Regions from separate parts of the Anas platyrhynchos genome. Here region 1 is linked to region 2. A link is a contact called in public Hi-C data. All regions are on one chromosome and are shown on one strand. Each heading gives the region's core, a stretch centred on a gene start, on an enhancer-like site or on the middle of the called end of the contact. The rest is flanking DNA. Distances are from core to core; before and after follow the strand shown.

Region 1 (5,390 bases), core at 231-2,730, 66 kb before region 2:
ATTTTAACACACACAGAATAAAAATAAAAAAATAATAAAATTAAAATTAAAAATAAAAATAAAAATAAAATAAAAATAAAAATAAATTCTACAGGCCCAGTGATACCTGTTAGCAGCCAGGAGTGCTGCTTTACATTGCACCTTGAAAGACACTGCCTGGAGGAGCAGAGCCTTCTCTAACATTACCCAGATGCCCACCCCACAGCCAGAGCCAGGACCGCAGGCTTTGTAGGACCTTTTTAATGACCACATCAGCTGAACTGTACCCAGCTCGTGCCATGCACACAATGCAACCCTGTTCAGCTCAGGCAAACCTTTTCCAGTGCAGACTTCTGCAGAGGAGAATGAGCGCTGCAGCTTGCTCCAACAAGCACGAAGAGACAGCAGAGGGAGCACGCACACATCTCTGCCCATCCCACTGACTCCTGTGGAAACTCACTCCTGGGTCCAGCCCTTTGGTATCGCTCCGGAGAGGGACGTATGGGGTATGGCAATGCAGAGCAACCCCAACAGTCCCCTTCTGGGTAGTGAGATGAAATTTTAATGAATCATTTTAATGATTCTGACATCTTACGGTATGCATATACATTATACCCAAAAATAATAAAAATGAATGACTGCCTTGGATTTCTCAGAAGCCTTAGGGTTAGATTGTAAACGCAAACCCTTCCTCCCCTGTCAAAAATGACACTTGTCAATACTGAGACAAGCTCCCCCACAGCACCTCCTGGTCCCTATAGGAATCCTCAGAAAGCAGAGCAAAGAACTGCCTAATGCAATCAGAATTAAAAAGCAAAACCTGGGACTAAATGCCCACCCCAGCAGGTGTCATTTCATGCACGTGTTGTGATTGGGAGGTTAAAGACACACATGCCAAGGGACGGGGAGAGGCCTCTACTCCAAGCAGAACAACCCTGGGAGGTGACATTTTTCTGGGCTAGCAGGCCAGCTGGGGTCACAGCCCAGTGGCCCAGTTCAGAGCTGAGATGTGAGCATAGCGGCGCTCCTGACCTGCAGCTGTCCCCGTTTAGACCACGCACACTGAAGCACTTAGCATCACATGGCCAGGAAGCAAAGGAAGATCTACTTTAGAAAGATCTATTTCGAGAGCCCTTGGACACGCAGGTGGCCTCATTGCTTGAGCAGTGCTGTGTGTGCTCAGCAGCAAAACACAGGGGTGCAGGGCAGGAGCTGACGGGGCTGCAGAGCTGCTGACAGCCAGGCACAAGTAAGGTAGCAGTGCTGAGAAAGTCAGCGGGCAGGTACAGGAGGCAAAAACAGAGCCTAAAAAACACAGTTTACCTGCAACTTCGTTACTACTTGCTCTGGATCATGTTTTTCCATGAAAGTTTCTATTACAGGAAGGAAAAAAAAAAAAAAGACTTCTTGCTTTTTGTCTTGACCTTACCCTTCCACTGTATTCCGCACTCTTTGCTCAGTCAGTTTCAGCCTTAAATCTGGAGACAGGATGTGAGTGAGTCACATTAAATGAAGACTGTTCTCTATATTTTCTGACTCACTGCAGACTCGAGTTTCCAAATCCTAAGTTCTTTCTGCACCGTCAGCCATCTTAGGTAATGTAGCAAATTCCTTAGCTACAGCATTATAACTTGCTCATTTTCTGCGGAAGCTTAGGAGGTACCAAAGACTGACTGGGGGACTTCTTTCCAACTTTTATATTTGTCACTGTGTCCAGATGAGCTGAACGATTTCTTCTTTCTAAATTCAATGGCAAATTAATAGTATATGAAACATAACACCTGTGAAGATCTTGGCCTGTTCTGACAATAATAATAATATGGGCAAACATATATACACAGGTATGTATTCTCAGTTGTAATTCGGAGGCCTTGCTTTGTGGTAAAAGCTTTGAAAGATCACCTTTGTCTTTTTTCACTCTTATTTGCTATGATTCTGTATAGACACATTGACTAAGACCAGGACTTCCATCCACACACAAAGGAGAGTCAAAGCAACCCTGAAGAAGGGCATTAGGAATGATTTCAACCTATTTCCACTGGCTCAAAAATATCTGTGACTAGTTGTCAGTCAAATAGCTGCTGTGCAGTTTTCTGGGTTCCAGCACCAAACAGGAACTATGTCCATCCCAAAGTATCTGAAGGACATCCCAATGAGTCCCTTGTCTCATCGGCAGGTGAGTAATGAGAGAAGTGCTGCTGTGATTTGACTGCCCCACGGGGTGATGCCTCCATAGCCAACAGAGAGCCAGGCAAAGCTATCTTTATGTGGGAAAAATGTGAACCACAGATTCAGGGGTTGCTAATTGGGGATGTGAGACTCAGAGGGGACTAACTCTATCATTTTCCTCATTCTTGTTTCGTGGACTCATAATAATAGCTTAATTATGGTTTTAATTTTGGAAATACAGATTATTGTTCTTCAATGCAAAGGCCAGACAGATAATGATTTCTTTGTTGCGAGTCTGGCAGAACACAATGCTTCTTGTTTATAGCAGTGACGGGATAATTTATTTGCATGCAGGAGATAGTTTGTTCCACTGGATACCCTTTAGCCTTTATTCTTCTATTGTTCAGAAATAACACAGTATGTTACAATTACAATTATATCACAATAAGCCTTCAATTATTGGGTAAACCAATTTAATCAAACGAGCACGGCTCATACATAGCTGCAATTACCTGTTAAGCTATGGCTACTGGTGGTTAACAATGCTGTCTTTCTTTGCATCTCAAGAAATGGCATTTCCTAATTTAAACACATTCAATTATCAGCAAGACTGACAGTGTCAAATAATATTATGGCAATTATTCTATTATGGTGTTATTCCACTGCTCTACCCACAGATGGACAGTGGAAAGATGACGATTTTGGTGCTCCTTGTATATGTTGTACAGCCCCCTGCTGCCATCACACTGTGGGAATTTGTGTGTGCATCTCATTACACATGAACGAGATCACAAGGGCAATTTCCTGTGATGTGATTCTTCAGCATCTGCCATCAAGGCAAAAACACCTTTCCAGCTCTGAACAGCACGGCAGCTATCGGCCCTGGTAGCAACAGCCTCTCTTTTGCTCACAGCTGCCCTGAAGACCTTTCACACTGTGCTGAAGGATGAAGCCTGATGATATCAGGTAAAACTATAAAATAAGTAACCAAACCTCTGCCAAACTTTTCAGCAGAAATATCCAGCTTCCACGCTCACTCAGTAATCCCAACCCATCCACCACATCTGTACAGATACCCCGTGTCCAAAGCATTCCTCTGCAGAGCTTTGCAATTTATATCTCCTGCTGTCATTTTGCAGCAAACTAGCAACTGATATGGGAGTAATGAGCGATAATAAGCTTGACAATGCAAAGAATTGCCCTGTCAATGCAATTACTCAACATCAAGTCAAGCTGAACCAAACCTACCAGTGCTAATTTATCTGAACCTTCACAGACCATCTCCTTTCCTGGGCCAGAGCATCTCAGAAATTTTTCTGCAGATCACAGACCGCGAAGCATCCACAGCTCTATACATGAGGATGTATACAACTGCATACATTCCTTAAACATATACGGATAGTTTTCATGCTATGGAAACACATGTAAAAGTGCAAATCATATTTTATCAAACAAAAGCACTATGCCTCCTTAAATATGTACTACTTATCCCTAGACTTTCAGAGTCTGTACTATAAATCAGAAGTAAATTAACTCACTCAACCATATTCAATCACCTCTTCTAGCCTTACTGCTCACTCTTTATGACATTACAGATGTTTTCGACTTTGTTTCACTACCCAATTGTTTTACCTCTAACTGAGCCTTGGATGAAGTCATAGGACTCAGTTTGTGTAACCCAATGTCGCTTCACTGGAGCTCAGGGAGTTATGTGTTCTTATAACAGCAATGAATTTAATTCACGCTCAGAGGAACAACATAGTTGCAGCACACTGCTCAACATGAATTATGAGGACAGCTTTGAGCGCTCAGGTAAATGGATATCATAAATTTAGCCCTGGTATAAATCTAGGAATTCATACTGGGAATGGATGCAACTGAGTTGTCTTGCTGCTCACGTGCTCTCTGATTTAAAGGCTACACATTATTCATGGCTGATGTAAGCAGCTGAAAGTCTGCTAAACTCCCCGGAATTGCACTCAGCTATGCTAGCCATGAACGTGTCCCTGTGGCATTATCCAATACACAGCTAAGTCAGCAGTGCCAAATGGTGACACAAAACCGAGACACGCAGAATGAGATTTTTCAGAGCTTGTTTCAAAGATAATGGAAAATCTGAAGCCTGTACTCGAATATGAAGGACTATATCACAACTTCCTTGGAGAGGGATGACAGCAGTGGCAGAAGTGATTATCCCACATCTGAAGGAATTAGCTGAAATCGGTGAAACTAATTCTGGGGGAAAGTGTTATGCAGAAGAACAAGGGCCAGAACTGAGCCCAGAGTAACATCCTGTTCAAAGCCAGGAGGAGGAACTGAGGCTCCTCATCTGTTTGTGACATGATCCCCTCGCAGCACTGCTGTAAGTCAAGAAACAAGAACCCCTTATGTCATTGCTCTTCCCCCCAGCTTTCAATACTCCACATAATTAGAGCTTTTTAACATGCAGCTCATGTGAGAACTTTGAATGTAATAACAAAATGCCTAATCTGGTTACCTGAGCCATCGGAAAGAACACGCATTCTTGCATATCAATGATGCATTAATACATCAGAAGCTTTTCAGAGTTATTAAAACGGACCTAAAACCACAAGCAATTTCCAAGCTAATATTCCAGATGCACCACGAGATCTAATTCAAGAAGTCCTGCCACAGAACAGTTTATCTCATTTTACTTCTCATGAGACCAATAATTATGAACTGATGTACACAAAGGCTGTCTCAGGTGTAGCAATCCCCAGAGGAGCATCACCACAAACTGAACAAATGTATTTCATCCTGAGATTCTAGCAAACAAACTGAACAGAAATATGCAGCAAACAAAATCCAAGCAGTTACAAACTCAAGAAAACATAGTGAAATATACATGGCAAGTATCCATGGCTGAGAAACAACTGCTTTCCTCAGAAGGTCTCCTGATGATGCTTCGAAGCCTGGAGAGGATTATGCAGCTGAATGCGCCCATTTTGCACTTTCCATCTGCAAAGGTTTTTAACTAATGAACCTTCACAAGGCCCCAGTGAGACAGGTAAGTATTTTAAGCCACCTCACAGAAAGCTAAGTTGGCTACCGTTTTGGTAAAGCTGATGCCAGAGCAGATATTGGAAAGCTGTAGTCCTAAAGGCACTGTGATACTTATGAGAACTTTTCTTCCCTGCACTGTACTTTATTCTTTCTACCCTCCTCCTTTGGGTTCAGCAAGGGAACACAGTGATACTACGGCTGATTTTTGTCACCCTATG
Region 2 (5,337 bases), core at 846-3,345:
AAAAAGGAAATTCTAGTGTTGGAGGTGGGGATGGAATTCAGAAACTGCAAAGGACGGCCTGGATGAGAAACCAAGACAAGGGCGTGGGCCTCATAGTGAAGAGGAGTCCCCAGACCCTGGCTTCCAACACAAGAAAGGTGAAGGCAGGAGGTATCACCCCAGCACTGGCTGAGCAGGCCGCTGATGCCAGCTGCTTGTCAGCACCCCTCACCTGAAGGTTACAGAGCCCTCCATCTACCTATCTCATCTGCTTATGCATCAGTCCTGTTTCCTTCAGTGATGCATGGCCAGGCGAACTTAAACACCTTACCTGGCAGGTTCTTCCCATTCCTACAACTACCAGCCGAGGCAACCTGAGGGCAGACACCTCTCCGGCTGGCTTTACTTCAGCTGGAAGAAAGCAGTGAGCAGATCTTATGCAGGCCGAGGGATCAGATGCACAAAACTTGCTCTCAAACCTGCTGAAGCTTGTTCAAACTTTTAGTACATCATTACTGGTACCTACATCATAGCCAAATTAGGCAGGATCAATAATCTCTGCAGTTCAGTGTGAAGATCCTTAAAGAGCTTTGCAATTCCTCTAAAATCAGACTTTAGAAGTACCTAGAATTAGAAAGGACTTTTTTTAACCATTATAATATATTCAGAGAACAAGCAGTTTGGGCTTCCCAATTTCCACTTTTCAGCATTAGAAACGATGTTTACCTGTCCAGAACTGAGAGAACAAGATGTGAGACATCCAAATAAACTAACTTAAGATGCTTCAAACCACGCACCATGAAATAAGTTTTGGAAAAAGATTTTTAACATTGCAAGTTACAAAAAACATTGTTGGTGATTTTAGTTTTAATATGGTTTACCCTTTACACCTCTTTTCTTTTACAGTTGCTTTTATGATTTTTTCTCTTTTCAGCTTCTACCTCTTTTTTTTCCTTGTTTTTTCTTTGTTTCTGAACAGATCACTTTTTGGGATGGTGTGTGGTTTCTAAACCATTTGTTCTCTGCTTAGTCCCTGCGTGCTAAGTTTTAGATTTAAATCGTCTCTCTCTGTTCCTAACCAATTATTTTCCCTTTTAATCATGCTTCAGTTATTTTTAAGATTTAGTAAACAAATCACACAGAAAGTTACCCAAATCCAGTGAAAAACAACGGCCTTCAAGGACGTAAAACAGCTGACAAAAGAAGCTCTTCCATAAATACACACAAGACTACCCAATAACATTTGGTTCTGGTCCCACAGTGAGCACAGGAACCGAGTTTCACAGCAGAGGGTGAGAGCAAGAACCTGCTATCTTCTGCAGAAAGCACACAGACACCTCATTGCTAATGCATTGGTCTAAAGAGGTCTGTTTGTATATCAGCGAGGAAAAAAAAACTCATTTTAAGTTCATGCAATGCTCACTGTCCGCTAGGTGTGTTTTGGACACCTTTACGGGGAGCAGACGCGCCACCCCACAGGATCACAAATGACCCCAGCCAGCTCACTGCTTGCCTCCCAGTCACCAAATCCTGACCCACAAAAAGCAAAGCGGTGAATTCATCCTGGCCGTCACCTCTCGTGATACTTTCCCGATACGCCTTGAAAATGACACCAAGTTTTGTAGCCAAAAACCAGCAGCGGGGACAGCAGCGGTGTCACCCCCCAGCCCCCTGCAGTCACACGGGGCACTACCAGGACGGCGGGGCGGCTCCGTGGCAGGACACACACACACATTTTAGACAGCAGCCACCCTGCGTGGCGAGCAAAGCAGGCTCCCAGGGCTGAAGCGCCTTCCCCAGCAGAGCCTCCCTGCCGCCCGCTATGCGGGAGCGCGCTGCAGCTCTCCACCCCGACACGGGCACCCGGCCCCCTGCTGCCCGCCGCCGCCCCGAGCCCCTGCGCCCCCCTAAGGCGCCGCCGCAGCCCCGCTCAGCCCCGTCCCTGTCCCTGTCCCTGTCCCCGTCCCCCGGGGGAGGCAGGCACCGACCTGCCCGCAGCCCGGCCCGGCTCCAGCTGTGCCCCTTCCCCCGGCAGGGCGGTGCTGCGGAGAAAGCGGCCCCTCCAGGAAACACCACCGCGCTGCCGGGGACCGCTGCTGCCAGGGCAGCTGGGTTGTGTCTCCTCCAGTTGTAGTGTGCGCAGCTGGAAGCTGGGTTTTCAGCCAAAAACCCTGAGTTTCGGCCCAAGCCGGTGTGGCAGGCAGAGGCCAGTGGGATGAGGATCAGCATGGCTAAGTGCTGGCACAACAGCACCGTGCAGCGCTACAGGCTTGGGGCAGAGGGGCTGGAAAGCTGGGCAGAGGAAAAGGATCTGGGGGTGTTGGTGGATGCTCCCCTGGACATGAGCCAGCAGTGTGCCCAGGTGGCCAAGAAGGCCAACGGCATCCTGGCTTGTATCAGGAATAGAGCAGCCAGCAGGAGCAGTAGGTGATCGTCCCCCTGTACTCTGCTCTGGTGAGGCTGCACCTCGAGTATTGTTCAGCTTTGGGCCCCTCGCTACAAGAAGGGCACTGAGGCCCTGGAATCTTACCCAGAGAAGGGCTATGAAGCTGGAGAAGGGCCTGGAGCACAAGTCCTGTGAGGAGCGGCTGAGGGAACTGGGGTTGTTCAGTCTGGAGAAAAGGAGGCACAAGGGAGACCTTACTGCTCTCTACAACTACCTGAAAGGAAGGTGTGGGGAGCTGGGGGTCAGCCTCTTCTCACAGGTAAGTACTGATAGGACCGGAGGGAATGGCCTCAAGTTGTGCCAGGAGAGGTTCAGCATGGAAATGAGGAGACATTTCTTCTCGGAAAGAGCAGTCAGGCACTGGGACAGGTTGCCCAGGGAGGTGGAGGAGTCACTGTCCCTGGGGATGTTCAAGGAAAGGTTGGACCTGGTGCTTAGAGACATGGTTTAGTGGGTAATGTTGGTGGTAGGTGGCTGGTTGGACCAGATGATCTTGAAGGTCTTTTCCAACCTTAACGATTCTATGATTCAAGAAGTTAATGTGTCCCTGTCCCCATCCATCCAGGATGACACCTTGCACCGCAACACGTGCCTCTGCCCCCAGAGCCCTGCCTGCAGCCAGGCTTAACTTCAGTCAGTATATTTGGCTGTCCCAACCCCTGCGGCCACGGCACCTGCCCACACCAGGCCTGCCCTCCACACCCATGCAGCTTATTGCCACGGGCCCTGCGCTGCCATCATAAGGAGCAATGCCCACTCTGTGCTAACACGTGTCTGGTTTGTGTTGTTCTAGGTGTGCGCAGCTACCGAAAGGAGAGCTCCTGGCCGCTGCCTCCCCAGCATCAGGTACCACTCACCGGCACCAGCACTCTGAAAGCTGTCCCTGCATGGAAAGTAATTCATCCTGGAGATTCAGTGTAAACTTAGAGCTGGCATGAAATGACACTGTCACAGCCCTGCCTGTCCTGTCTTTCCCCTGGCCGTTTGTTTTACCTCCTGGAAGGACGTGTGCTGCCCCACCAGGAACTAGACTGAGGAAAATAAATGGTCGTTTCAATGCAGATCACTTTGAATACACAGCTGCTTTGTGTATTCAAAGCAATATGCAAATGCCTGCTGCTCTTTATTGCTATGTCTTTGTTAATATACATATGTAAGATGACTCACTTTAAAGTATTTGTAGCCTGAATAAAAAAATATGCTTGGAAATACTTCTCCACCTTTATTAAAACTGTTTTTCAACGTAACTGTCAATACAAATGGCATAAAGTTGGTCTAGTTGATTAAATATTATGATTGAACATGCAAAGGATTTCAATTAATCATACATTTGGAAAAACAAAATCTTTGCACTCTGAACAGATATTTCTAATTTTCTATTATTAGGAGATCCTGTAAGAATATGAAATATTCTGGTCTCAGATGGCAATATCTTCATAGAACAGACAATTTCATTTTCCTTATTATGACATTCCCAGCATACATAGAAATATTACAGGAGGTGAGCTTGCCTCTTATTTCAGTGTAAAGACTTTTTTCTCTCATTTGCAGAGGAGAGATTCTTCCAGCAGGATTCAGTCATGTATTTATTACTGTAAAACCTCAGTCCCAAGTCAGAAATCTGCACTAGTGAAGCAGCTTTCAGCATGTCCTGCTCCAATGCCGTATCCTCTTCTGTTGAAGCAATGTCCAGGCATTGTCCTAACTGTCCTAAGCAGAGGAGAGTGGTGGTAGTTGGAAGCTCGTGGTTTTCCAGGGAACATATTGCCACCTAGCAGCGCTCAGAGAAAGTAGCACAAACCTGACCTTAAGTTTCATAGTTTGTCTCACTTGTCATTGTGTTGTATCATGTATAACATGATGATTGGAAAAGGATATATTTAGACTACAGAGTGAGGAATGGAGGAAAACAGACTAATTGTACCCTTCTCTGATTACTTATGTGTTGAAAATTCCACCAGCAGGACAATGACACTAGTTTCTGCATGCTTTAATGTACAATAAGAAAGAGAGAGAGAGGCACACAATCCTGTAAATAGCTTCTTGTTCTTATTTATGCAAACAATCCCACTGATTTCAATAACACTTTCTCCTTGTAATGCTAAGCCAGTACTGCCATAGGACAGCCAGGTCATCACTTGAATTATTGAGTATGTTCCTGTTTCCTATCACTGACCCCAAAGCAACTTCATTACAGCTGATGGCTGTGTACTGGCTAAAAGAACAAAGCCCCGCTCTCAGATCCAAGGCTGCCAGACTGAAATATTGAATTCCAATATATACAAAGCTCCATGGTACTATTTTTACAAACTCCTTTCAGAGTCACTGAACAAACCAATGACAGATTGGGGCTTACATCTTAGGAATTATTAGATACTAACTGACACACAACCCCATGGTCAATTCATAACGAGTCCCTTAACTGTAATTTTCAGGATGAAAATGTCATCAACTCTGTTTGGAAAAATAACAGGCCAATGATCTAACATATACTCCAGAGACTAGATCCACAAAAATGACTCGGTACCTGCATTCTATTTCTAAAACCTTTCTCAAATTTAAATCTCAAAATCATGATGCTCTGTTTCTCCTCCCCAAGCAGCTGTCTAACTCTGGAGGCTCTCAAGTCCCATTGGTGCTTGACAGCCTCACTTCATGGGAAGAGACAATTCATATCAGACTGGCTAACAAGACTAGCACCCCAGTTGTCTCTCCTGTCCTCACTGCAAATACTTGAAATACCCCTGAGCTGCTGCAGCTTTCTATACACAGCCCCACATGCCAAGTTAAATTTGGTTTGATTTCGTTGGGCTGGGGCTGGCTGGGAACAGCACAGCCACTGTGCATACCTCAGGACTGTAACCTTATCAGTCACTTGTGTGTCAGCCTGTCCTTCTCATGAACCAAAGCAA

What was found. A called contact is a pair of places that touch in the nucleus more often than the background predicts.
Region 1: a contact with region 2 is called in a Hi-C map of skeletal muscle, with 2.6 times the contacts expected there. The contact joins the enhancer-like site here to the promoter of ECHDC1 in region 2. A contact is called at or near these places in 3 of 8 Hi-C or Micro-C datasets (liver, skeletal muscle and subcutaneous adipose tissue).

What each region holds. Positions count from the first base shown.
Region 1 is chr3:65,111,936-65,117,325 of IASCAAS_PekinDuck_T2T, reverse strand. No RefSeq gene overlaps it. Among named protein-coding and RNA genes, the nearest start is that of RNF146, 13 kb to the right of the region's middle. Within about 2 kb of position 1,480, at least 2 of the 8 cell types and tissues checked have an H3K27ac peak or open chromatin away from gene starts, as enhancers often do.
Region 2 is chr3:65,046,309-65,051,645 of IASCAAS_PekinDuck_T2T, reverse strand. It overlaps ECHDC1 (ethylmalonyl-CoA decarboxylase 1), which reads right to left and starts at 2,095. Exons shown (of 6, transcript XM_038176638.2): 1 at 1,968-2,095.